Regions from separate parts of the Sus scrofa genome. Here region 1 is linked to region 2. The links are chromatin contacts, called in public Hi-C maps. All regions are on one chromosome and are shown on one strand. The core of a region is the stretch at or near the end of the contact, and the rest is flanking DNA. Distances in the headings are between cores, read along the strand shown. Region 1 holds the start of BHLHE22 (class E basic helix-loop-helix protein 22). Region 2 overlaps LOC100738003 (25-hydroxycholesterol 7-alpha-hydroxylase-like).

Region 1 (4,327 bases), core at 1,075-3,574, 120 kb before region 2:
TGTTTACAGAGAAGCTTTGTTTATGAAGCCGGTGAAAAACAAAGCTGCTAATTGGAAAACAGTAACAAGAGCGTGTCTTTAGCTTCCTAAAGCGGGAGGTTAACAGCTGCGCGCGCCAGGGGGAGGGAGGGGGTGGGGAAGCTGCGAGCGAGGGGCCGCCCCGCACGTCGACGTGCTTTGGGGTCCCCAGCGAGACACGTGAGCCGGCTGGAGCCTTCCAGAGCCGCCCGCCCGGGTCCCAAGCTCGAAAGCCTCCCGCAGCCCGCTTACTCTTTCGTAATCTTTGGGTTCTAGTCAATAGGACGGCGCGAAAGTAACCTACGACGGCGTAGCATGTCCATGCCCAAGAGACTGAATCTCTGGCAATTATTTTGGAAAGATACCTCTGGGCCCCTTTGCCTCCTTTCCAGGTGAAAATGCAGACGTTTCTGTGTCGTCCTCGCCCCTCCTTTATGAAATAAGGCGCCCAACTGTTCTGATATTACCATTCAAAAACAGGTTCTGTGGCGAACCTCATTTGTGAATCTATTACAGAGATTAATAGATTATTTCTCCTTTTTCAACTAATTCTCAGTGGGGAAATTTAACCATATGGTAAGGAGAGAATTAGAATTTCATCACATTAGAGCAAAATGTAATGAAAAGAGTCCAACACCTGGGGCCAACTCTGAAAGCCACAATTAAAAGGTTTTTAATGAGACCAGAGAAACCCAAAATTTCATAGGCTTCAGTAATTCTGCCACATAAGAAAGATTTATTGGCGGTGTTGGGAAATATTGTTTTTACTTATGTCATAAGGATGAAAACCAGCCGCTAAATACCATGTACTCCCAGACATGGGACGCAGGAGCTGGAGGACCGCGTGTACTGTTTCCCATCCTGAGAGGAGCACTTGTTTTCACACTTCTCCCTTTGCTCTTCCTCCAAAAACAACCGCAGCAGACTCAGACGTCCCTGAATGGCTTCCTTGCTGCGGCGGCGACATTTCCAGCTAAATAAATATGCACAAATGCCCCACTTGGTTCGTGAGAGGATTTGACTCCTGGTGAAGTTGACTATTCTAAAACAACTGGATTTTAATCTTGAAGAAAGTTTCAGCAAACAGTTCTTTCCTGTTTAGGAAATCCCTGTGCTTCATAACCACCATCACTGGAACAGCTATTTGGAGACCGCGGCAAAAGCGCACCCCCCCCCTTAAAAAAATCTAATGGGCTGCATAATCACCTTGCTCTTTATTTTGTTTTGTTTTCCCAATCTGGGACGGGAATGGGCAAGGGGGAGGGGGGCTAGGGCGGAATAAAGCAGTGTGTTCAAGTTGGGTGGGGGGGCGATTGCTTTGGTCCCTTACTAGCTAAAAATCTTGGGGGCAAGCCAGCGGGGACACCACAGGGACACCACCTGCCCCCCCCCCAAAGTCCCATCTCCAATCTAGACCAGAGTCATCCTATGAACAAGGGTGGAGTAGCGTCTCGCCTGGAAGGGCCATGTGGCACAAGATGAGACCGCAGTGGCGAGGGAAGGGCAGTGGGGGGTGGGGTACGGGGGGGGACGTCTGCTTTCCATGGGACTCCCGGGCTTCGCCGCAGATCCACAATTTGCTGAAGGAGCAAAGAACATCCTCGGCTCTAAGTAGGGCTTTTAGTGTGCTCATTGATGAGTGAAAGTCGCCACACATGTCAAGCTAAAGGCAGTTGTTGGGTTACTAACAGGACCCAGCGCCTTGCAAACATATGCGCTAAGCTGTGTATACAGATGGCAGGCAGAATAATGGAGCAGGCGCCTTTTATAAAGCGCTAGCTGCTGCCTGTCTTCAGACCTGGGAAATGAAACTATTCAGACTCGCGGCCAGATAGCGCCTGCGATTGTTTGTTACCGTTTTAATCCTATTAATTAAAACGTTAACCTGATTGGGTAGAAAGCGCTGTCCCAACAGGCGACTCTTCTTCATAATAACCTACTCAGAGATAATGATGTAAAAGACTCCCCCGTCTGTGGCAGCGGCTGGTTGATGGGTCCGGAAATCTCTTGAAGGTGAATCCAAGCAAGATAAACGGTGCGGAGAGGAGGCGCGGGGCTGGGCTCAGAGCGGCGGCGGCGGCGGCTCCACTCCCTCCGCGCCCACCCTCCCACCATGCGGGGCCGCGGCCCATGGTGAGCCCCAGCAGCCAGCACCACCGGCTGGAGACGAAGAGGAAGAAGAAGAGGAGGCGGCGAGCGCGGGGGAAGGCGAAAAAGAAAAAGAAGGGGAGAGGGCTGCACTCAGCACCGGGACCGACGCACGCACCAGCCCCGGAGCCCGGCTCGGGTGCGTCTTCGGCGCCGCCTGCCTCCCGAGCCGAGGCGGCGGCGGCCGGCGCGGCGGGCCCGGGCTGCGCGCCGGCGCCGGACCATGGAGCGCGGGCTGCACCTCGGCGCGGCCGCCGCGGGCGAAGACGACCTCTTCCTGCACAAGAGCCTGAGCGCCTCCGCCGCCAAGCGCTTAGAGGCGGCTTTCCGCTCCACGCCCCCGGGCATGGACCTGTCCCTGGCGCCGCCGCCTCGGGAGCGCCCGGCGTCCTCCTCCTCGTCGCCCCTGGGCTGCTTCGAGCCGGCTGACCCCGAGGGGGCAGGGCTGCTGCTGCCGCCGCCCGGGGGAGGCGGCGGTGGCGGCGCGGGAGGAGGCGGCGGCGGCGGCGGGGTGGGCGTCCCGGGGCTGCTGGCGGGCTCTGCCGGCGTTGGGGGCGACCCTAGCCTGAGCAGCCTGCCGGCCGGGGCCGCCCTATGCCTCAAATACGGCGAGAGCGCCAGCCGGGGCTCGGTGGTCGAGAGCAGCGGCGGCGAGCAGAGCCCCGACGACGACAGCGACGGCCGCTGCGAGCTGGTGCTGCGGGCCGGGGGCGCCGACCCGCGGGCCTCCCCGGGCGCGGGAGGCGGCAGCGCCAAGGCGGCCGAGGGCTGCTCCAACGCCCACCTCCACGGCGGCGCCAACGCCCCCCCGGGGGGCCCGGGCGGCGGCGGAGCAGGCGGCGGGGGTGGTGGCGGCAGCGGCGGCAGCGGCGGCAGCGGCGGCAGCAGCAAGAAATCCAAAGAGCAAAAGGCGCTGCGGCTCAACATCAACGCCCGGGAGCGCCGGCGGATGCACGACCTGAACGACGCGCTGGACGAGCTGCGCGCGGTGATCCCCTACGCGCACAGCCCCTCGGTGCGGAAGCTCTCCAAGATCGCCACGCTGCTGCTCGCCAAGAACTACATCCTCATGCAGGCGCAGGCCCTGGAGGAGATGCGGCGCCTCGTCGCCTACCTCAATCAGGGCCAGGCCATCTCGGCCGCCTCGCTGCCCAGCTCCGCGGCGGCGGCGGCGGCGGCCGCTGCCCTGCACCCGGCTCTCGGCGCCTACGAGCAGGCTGCCGGCTACCCTTTCAGTGCCGGGCTGCCCCCGGCCGCCTCCTGCCCGGAGAAGTGCGCCCTGTTCAATAGCGTCTCTTCCAGCCTCTGCAAACAGTGCACGGAGAAGCCTTAAACGCCCCCCTCCCCGGAAAAAAAAAAAAAACAGCAAAACACAAGACCGACCCCCAAGCTAGAGGAAAGTGAAAAGCTGCCCCCACCCCCCTTATTTGGTCCTCTCGTAGTTGTGAAACACTTGCAGAGCAAACAAAGCAGAGGCGAGAACTGAGAAGTATCAGAGACAAACGGGACTTCCAGCCCTGACATCCCCAGAATTTCGGTCTTTAGGGTGGGCAGGGCGGGAGGAGGGAGGTGGAGTTGGGGTGGAGGACGGATGTCTTTTTTCACGGAAAAGTGGCAACTTTGGTGGCAGCTTAGATCGCGAGGAAGCAGAGTTTCCCTTTAAGGTTAAATATAAGTTGGGATGTAGTCGTTATTAAGCGTGGAGAGTTACATGGCAAAATAGTAATCCTACTACTAATTGTGAAATTGGCTAGAGGGAGAGAGGAAGAGTTCGGGTTTGGGTGGGTTGTGGGACGGAGTATTCATTCAGACAAATCAGAAAGGGCACTTGAAAATAAATTTTGATTCTGAGCCAGGAGAAAAACTTGAAATGTAGATTTATTTAAGTGAAAAAAAAAAAAAAGAAAAAAACCAGAAAGAGACACGTTGCTATGAAAGACTTGTATTTTTTATTGTCTCTGAACTTTCATTCTGTGAAAATGCTCAAAAGTTTTGGCAAGAGTGATATAAAAAACTGACTGTGGCTGAAAGAATTGCATTTAAAAATATTTATGTGCACCTTGTTACTTTCCACTCTGCAATGATGTATTAACAATACATGGTATTTATTTGTTATTCTTCAATGACCCTTCCACATCAACAGTATTTATCATGTGTTAAG
Region 2 (4,531 bases), core at 1,965-4,464:
TCAGGTGATCGTCTCCTTATACACCAGAAAATTGCCATCTTATTTCACAGTCAATGATTATTCTCAATTATTCTCAATGTCTGAAATCTAGCATTTTTCAGGTAATATGTTTGCAATCAATGAATCAATGAGCAAATGAGTGGTATTCTCCAAAACAGGTTAGTTATTTTATAAAACATATATATCCTGATGTGATGCTGCAAACTTCCACAAAAAAAAAAAAAAAAAAAAACCCACCTCTCAAAACATTAAGCACAAAGGTTTCTATCATGTTCTTTGGTGTTACAGGATTTTTTTTTTTTTTGGTAATGGAATTATTTAGGATTGATGGTTTTGCAGTTAAGGTACACTTTTAAATCAGAAATTAACTTTTAATATATGACTTGGTGATGATAATACTGAGGTAGGTAAAGTGTAGTTGCCTTCTTCTAGGCAATATACTTGATTAATTTTGAACAATTTAACAGTGAAAGATTAATTAAGAATTTCATCCAGTACAAGCTATCTTTCTTTTCCAATTACACTCCTTTAGAGCCACTATTACTGTTTTAATAATCGTACTGAAAATGCTAGAAAGTATCAAGATAATACCGTGCTTCAGTGAGAACAATAAAATTCAGGAACGTGGCACTTTGATATTTGGAGCATTTTAACACTGGGTGTATAAATGCCAGCCCTTCTGAACTCCAATGGTTGTTAGAACCCTGGAGATCTAAAATCAGCCTTAAATTTTTTATTTATGTAAGAACTACTTTTTATTAAGTATCTATTTGAAAATATTTTGCTAGAAAGAGAAAACAGTATTAAGAACTCTAATCAGATGCTAGCAGATTTCAGACTTAAGATAACATTTTCTCTAAAGATACAGTCAGTAGAATTGTCTTTGAAACAAAAGTATACCTTACCCTTGACCCTAACTCAAGCAAATTTTAGAGTGATAAAGTGAAACCAAGGTTAGAGTTTATGGTAAAATCGACTATGAGACACTGAGTACAATGCGCTAACAACAAGTACAAGGAGGGAAAATGTAATTTAAGTGTTCTTTTATACTCTTAAGCAAGGAAGACAGTTGTTCTCCAAAAAATCATACCTCCCATAACACTAACTTCCCATATATTTCCCATACACTAACGCACCAAATTGTTAGTAATTTAAGTATGTTACGCCCCATCTTTCCGGCTTTCGTAATCAGGATCCTAATTCTAATGGAATAGAAACTGTCGTCAAAAGTTCAGCAATTGTGAAAGCTTTCCTTCACTTATTTGATTTCCAATAAACAAGCAGCAGCAAGAAACCTCGGTTGCTTCAGGACAACAGAAATAAGTTCTTCTCCCAAATAACAGCTCTAGTATTCCTATCAACTGGATTTAATCAGGTCCATTTTGTCCTATATTAAAAATATTAAAATAATCCCAGTAAATAACGATGCTGCTTGATGGAGAGGCTGTCCAACATCACCTCCAAAAACCAGGTTTCAAGGAAGACCTGGTTTGCATTTGTCTTAATTCTTCATCTTACACGTGTCTCCCCTCTTTGAATAATATCTGAAAAGTAACAGTAATCCCTTGCTGCCACATAGTAAGCCCTCTAGAAATGAGAGCAAAGGTTATTAGCAGAAAAAACGTTTTCTTAAAAGAATATATTTCCATCACTATCAAAAGTGGAATTGAGCAGTTTATCTACTTAATGCCACCAAGTAGCTCATACAATGAGAATTGGTATTAAAAACCCTGAAAGGTTCAGCTTTAAACGATAACACATTAGTATGCATTTAGAATCTACACCTGAATAACGCAAAATGCATATGCTATGCAACATATGTGTGTACCAAACAAGTCTTCAAGAGAGAAAATGAAAGCCTGAGACTTTTACTAAGATAATGCTTTCATCCTTAATGGAGTTCATTTTCATTTAGTTTTGAGAGTCCCTAAAGAATATCCGAGCCAACTTTATTTCCCAAATTCCAGAGTCTATTATCTCTATCACCATATTTGTCTCATTCAAGCCCACAGTCCCCTGATAACTGACTAGTCAATCAACTTTCTGATGTCATCTCCAGGTGATCGTTCTTTTCTAGGCAAAAATGTAAACAAAGAGGGTTTATTTGGGACTGAAGAGTAACCTCTTCCTCTCTTTTGAGTGAACAAAGACCTCACCAACTCAGACAGACTAGTAAAGCTGTTTAAAAACTTAGATGCTATTGCAAACATGACTTGCCTTCAAAAGCTGATCCCTGGGAACAGAGTTCAGCTGTCATTTGAAATGAAAAGTCTCTCCAATCAAGGATAGGGCAGTGCTCTCCTGGAGAGTAGGTTATTTCCAAATTATACTAGTAAACAATTTCACCAAAACATTAGCATTAGTTATGGTGTTTCCCCCCTCCCCTTGGATTCTAACTTATTTTTCTAAAGACTTAAAATTCAAAATCCAATGGACAATTTATCTCTGGCCAATGATAACTCTGGACTTCTAAAGGTTTTGTTGGCAAATATACACAGGAAATTGGGGGCTATTTTTTAAATTCACTATCAAAATATAGCGGACTCTGGGTGTAAGCTGGGCAGTGAGCGTAGGAAGAGAGGGGAGGGAGCCACACTGGGAGTCCGAGGTGCTAAACTGCATGATTCTATCCCGCCAGGCTTCTGGTTGTTTCTTTTTTCCTTCTTTCTTTTTTTTCTTCTTTTTTTTCTTCACCTGCAGCATATAGAGCTTCCCAAGTTTGGGGTCGAATCGGAGCTGCAGCTGACAGCCTACACCAACAGCCACAGCAATGCCAGATCCGAGTTGCATCTGTGATCTACACCACAGCTTGCAGCAACACAGGCTCCTTAATCACTGAGGAAGGGTGGGGATCCAACCTGCATCCTTATGGATGCTATACCTGTTCTTAACCCGCTGAGCTACAACAGAAACTCCTGTGATTGCTTCTTTGGCAATATCCAAAGACACGAAATGGCCTATGGGAACTCAGGCTATAGGCAGAAAGAGGCAAAGGAACTGCTCTTTCCTTCTTTGTTTTTGGCTGCCCTGTGGCATATGGAGTTCCCAGGCCAGGGATCAGGCCTGAGATGCAGTTTCGACCTACGACGCACCTGTGGCAATGCCAGATCCTTAACCCACAATTCAGAACAGGGATCGAATCTGCAGCCCAGCACTTCAGAGACGCTGCCAATCCTGTTGCATCACAGCAGTATCTCTTTTTCTGACTGTATGTCCCTGTGACACAACAGCAAGGATTAAGTAAACATGTTACACAACAGAGTACAACTCTTATCTAAGCTAAAAATTGAGCCTTGAGTGTAAACTTTAATCTCTGTATTTTGCTTGGAATTACAAAAGATTTGAGTGCAATCTTAGCTTTACTGTCTTAAATTTACTGACCTTGGAGGTTCTGAGATACCATCTTCTGCTCTCTGCTTTGCCCCCGTTGCTGCTACCAGTTCACACTGCTCGACAAGCCATCCTTATTCCATTCTCACAATCAGCCCATATCTCACCTGCTTTTCCTTGGTTCTTTGGAAAAGTTATTTAGCACTATTTGTTGTATATGAAGTCTTTAAGGAAAGAAGTCTCCCGTGAAAAATCACAAAGGTGTGGATAAAACATTTTTAAAAGGTATAATGTCAATACAAGAATTACTAGGCAGCCTAGACCTTTCAGCTTGTGGCTTTACCTTCTGGGTGAGAGCCTCCCATTCAATCATTTGATTTCCAGTACTGAAGAGTTTCTAGTACGGGACTAGAGAGGCACCAAATCAAAAAACTGAAAGACACATGCAAAGCTCCCAGAAAAGATAAAAGCACGAAGAACAAAATGTGTGGACAAAGTTGAGAAGGGCTGAAGTAGTCTGTGGTTACTGAAACAGGATACCTCCACCACACTGAGCAGCCTGGGCCCCACTATGGTGTCAGAAACAACATCATACTTTTGATAGTCACTATTTTAATGATGACTTCTACAGTTTAACTTACAATCATTTTTCTGAATTAGTGTTTTATTCGAAATTCATTGTTATTATTATTATTATTGTTATTTATTTATTTATTTATTTATTTATTTATTTATTGCTTTTTAGGGCTGCACCTGCGGCATGTGGAGGTTCCCAGGCTAGGGATCGAATCGGAGCTACAGCTGCCGGCCTGCACCACAGTCACAGCAATGCATCTGTGACCCACACCACAGCTCAGGGGAGCACTGGATCCTTAACCCACTGAGCAAGGCCAGGGATCGAACCCACAACCACATGGTCAGATTCGTTTCTGCTGCTCCATGATGAGAACTCCAAAATTCATTATTTTTTGAAATATGCCTTTAAAATACTCTTCATTCTTGAATGTATATGTGTACATAATACATGCATTCTGATCTAGTAAATATTCAACTCTAAGAGTACTAGTCATTAAAATCATAGCACACAGAAGCAAAATTATAATCAAAGATACTTACATGAACTTTTCCTTCAAATAAAGCCTGAAGATATTTGTGTGTGTGTGTGTGTGTGTGTGTGTGTGTGTGTGTGTGGTGTGTAAAG

What was found. A called contact is a pair of places that touch in the nucleus more often than the background predicts.
Region 1: a Hi-C map of liver shows a contact between it and region 2, with 5 times the contacts expected there. The contact joins the promoter of BHLHE22 here to the enhancer-like site in region 2. A contact is called at or near these places in 1 of 5 promoter capture datasets (liver), 14 of 47 Hi-C or Micro-C datasets (alveolar macrophages, brain, embryonic fibroblasts and 9 more) and 2 of 2 datasets of contacts at active chromatin or transcription factors (alveolar macrophages and skeletal muscle).

What each region holds. Positions count from the first base shown.
Region 1 is chr4:69,801,372-69,805,698 of Sscrofa11.1, reverse strand. BHLHE22 (class E basic helix-loop-helix protein 22) reads left to right here and starts at 2,324. Exons shown (of 1, transcript XM_003481394.4): 1 at 2,324-4,080. The coding sequence starts at 2,390. The coding sequence ends at 3,499.
Region 2 is chr4:69,681,109-69,685,639 of Sscrofa11.1, reverse strand. The region is part of intron 1 of LOC100738003 (25-hydroxycholesterol 7-alpha-hydroxylase-like); the gene reads right to left. Among named protein-coding and RNA genes, the nearest start is that of BHLHE22, 120 kb to the left of the region's middle. Within about 2 kb of position 3,214, at least 1 of the 83 cell types and tissues checked has an H3K27ac peak or open chromatin away from gene starts, as enhancers often do. A contact at or near this core is called in liver, where this site is marked.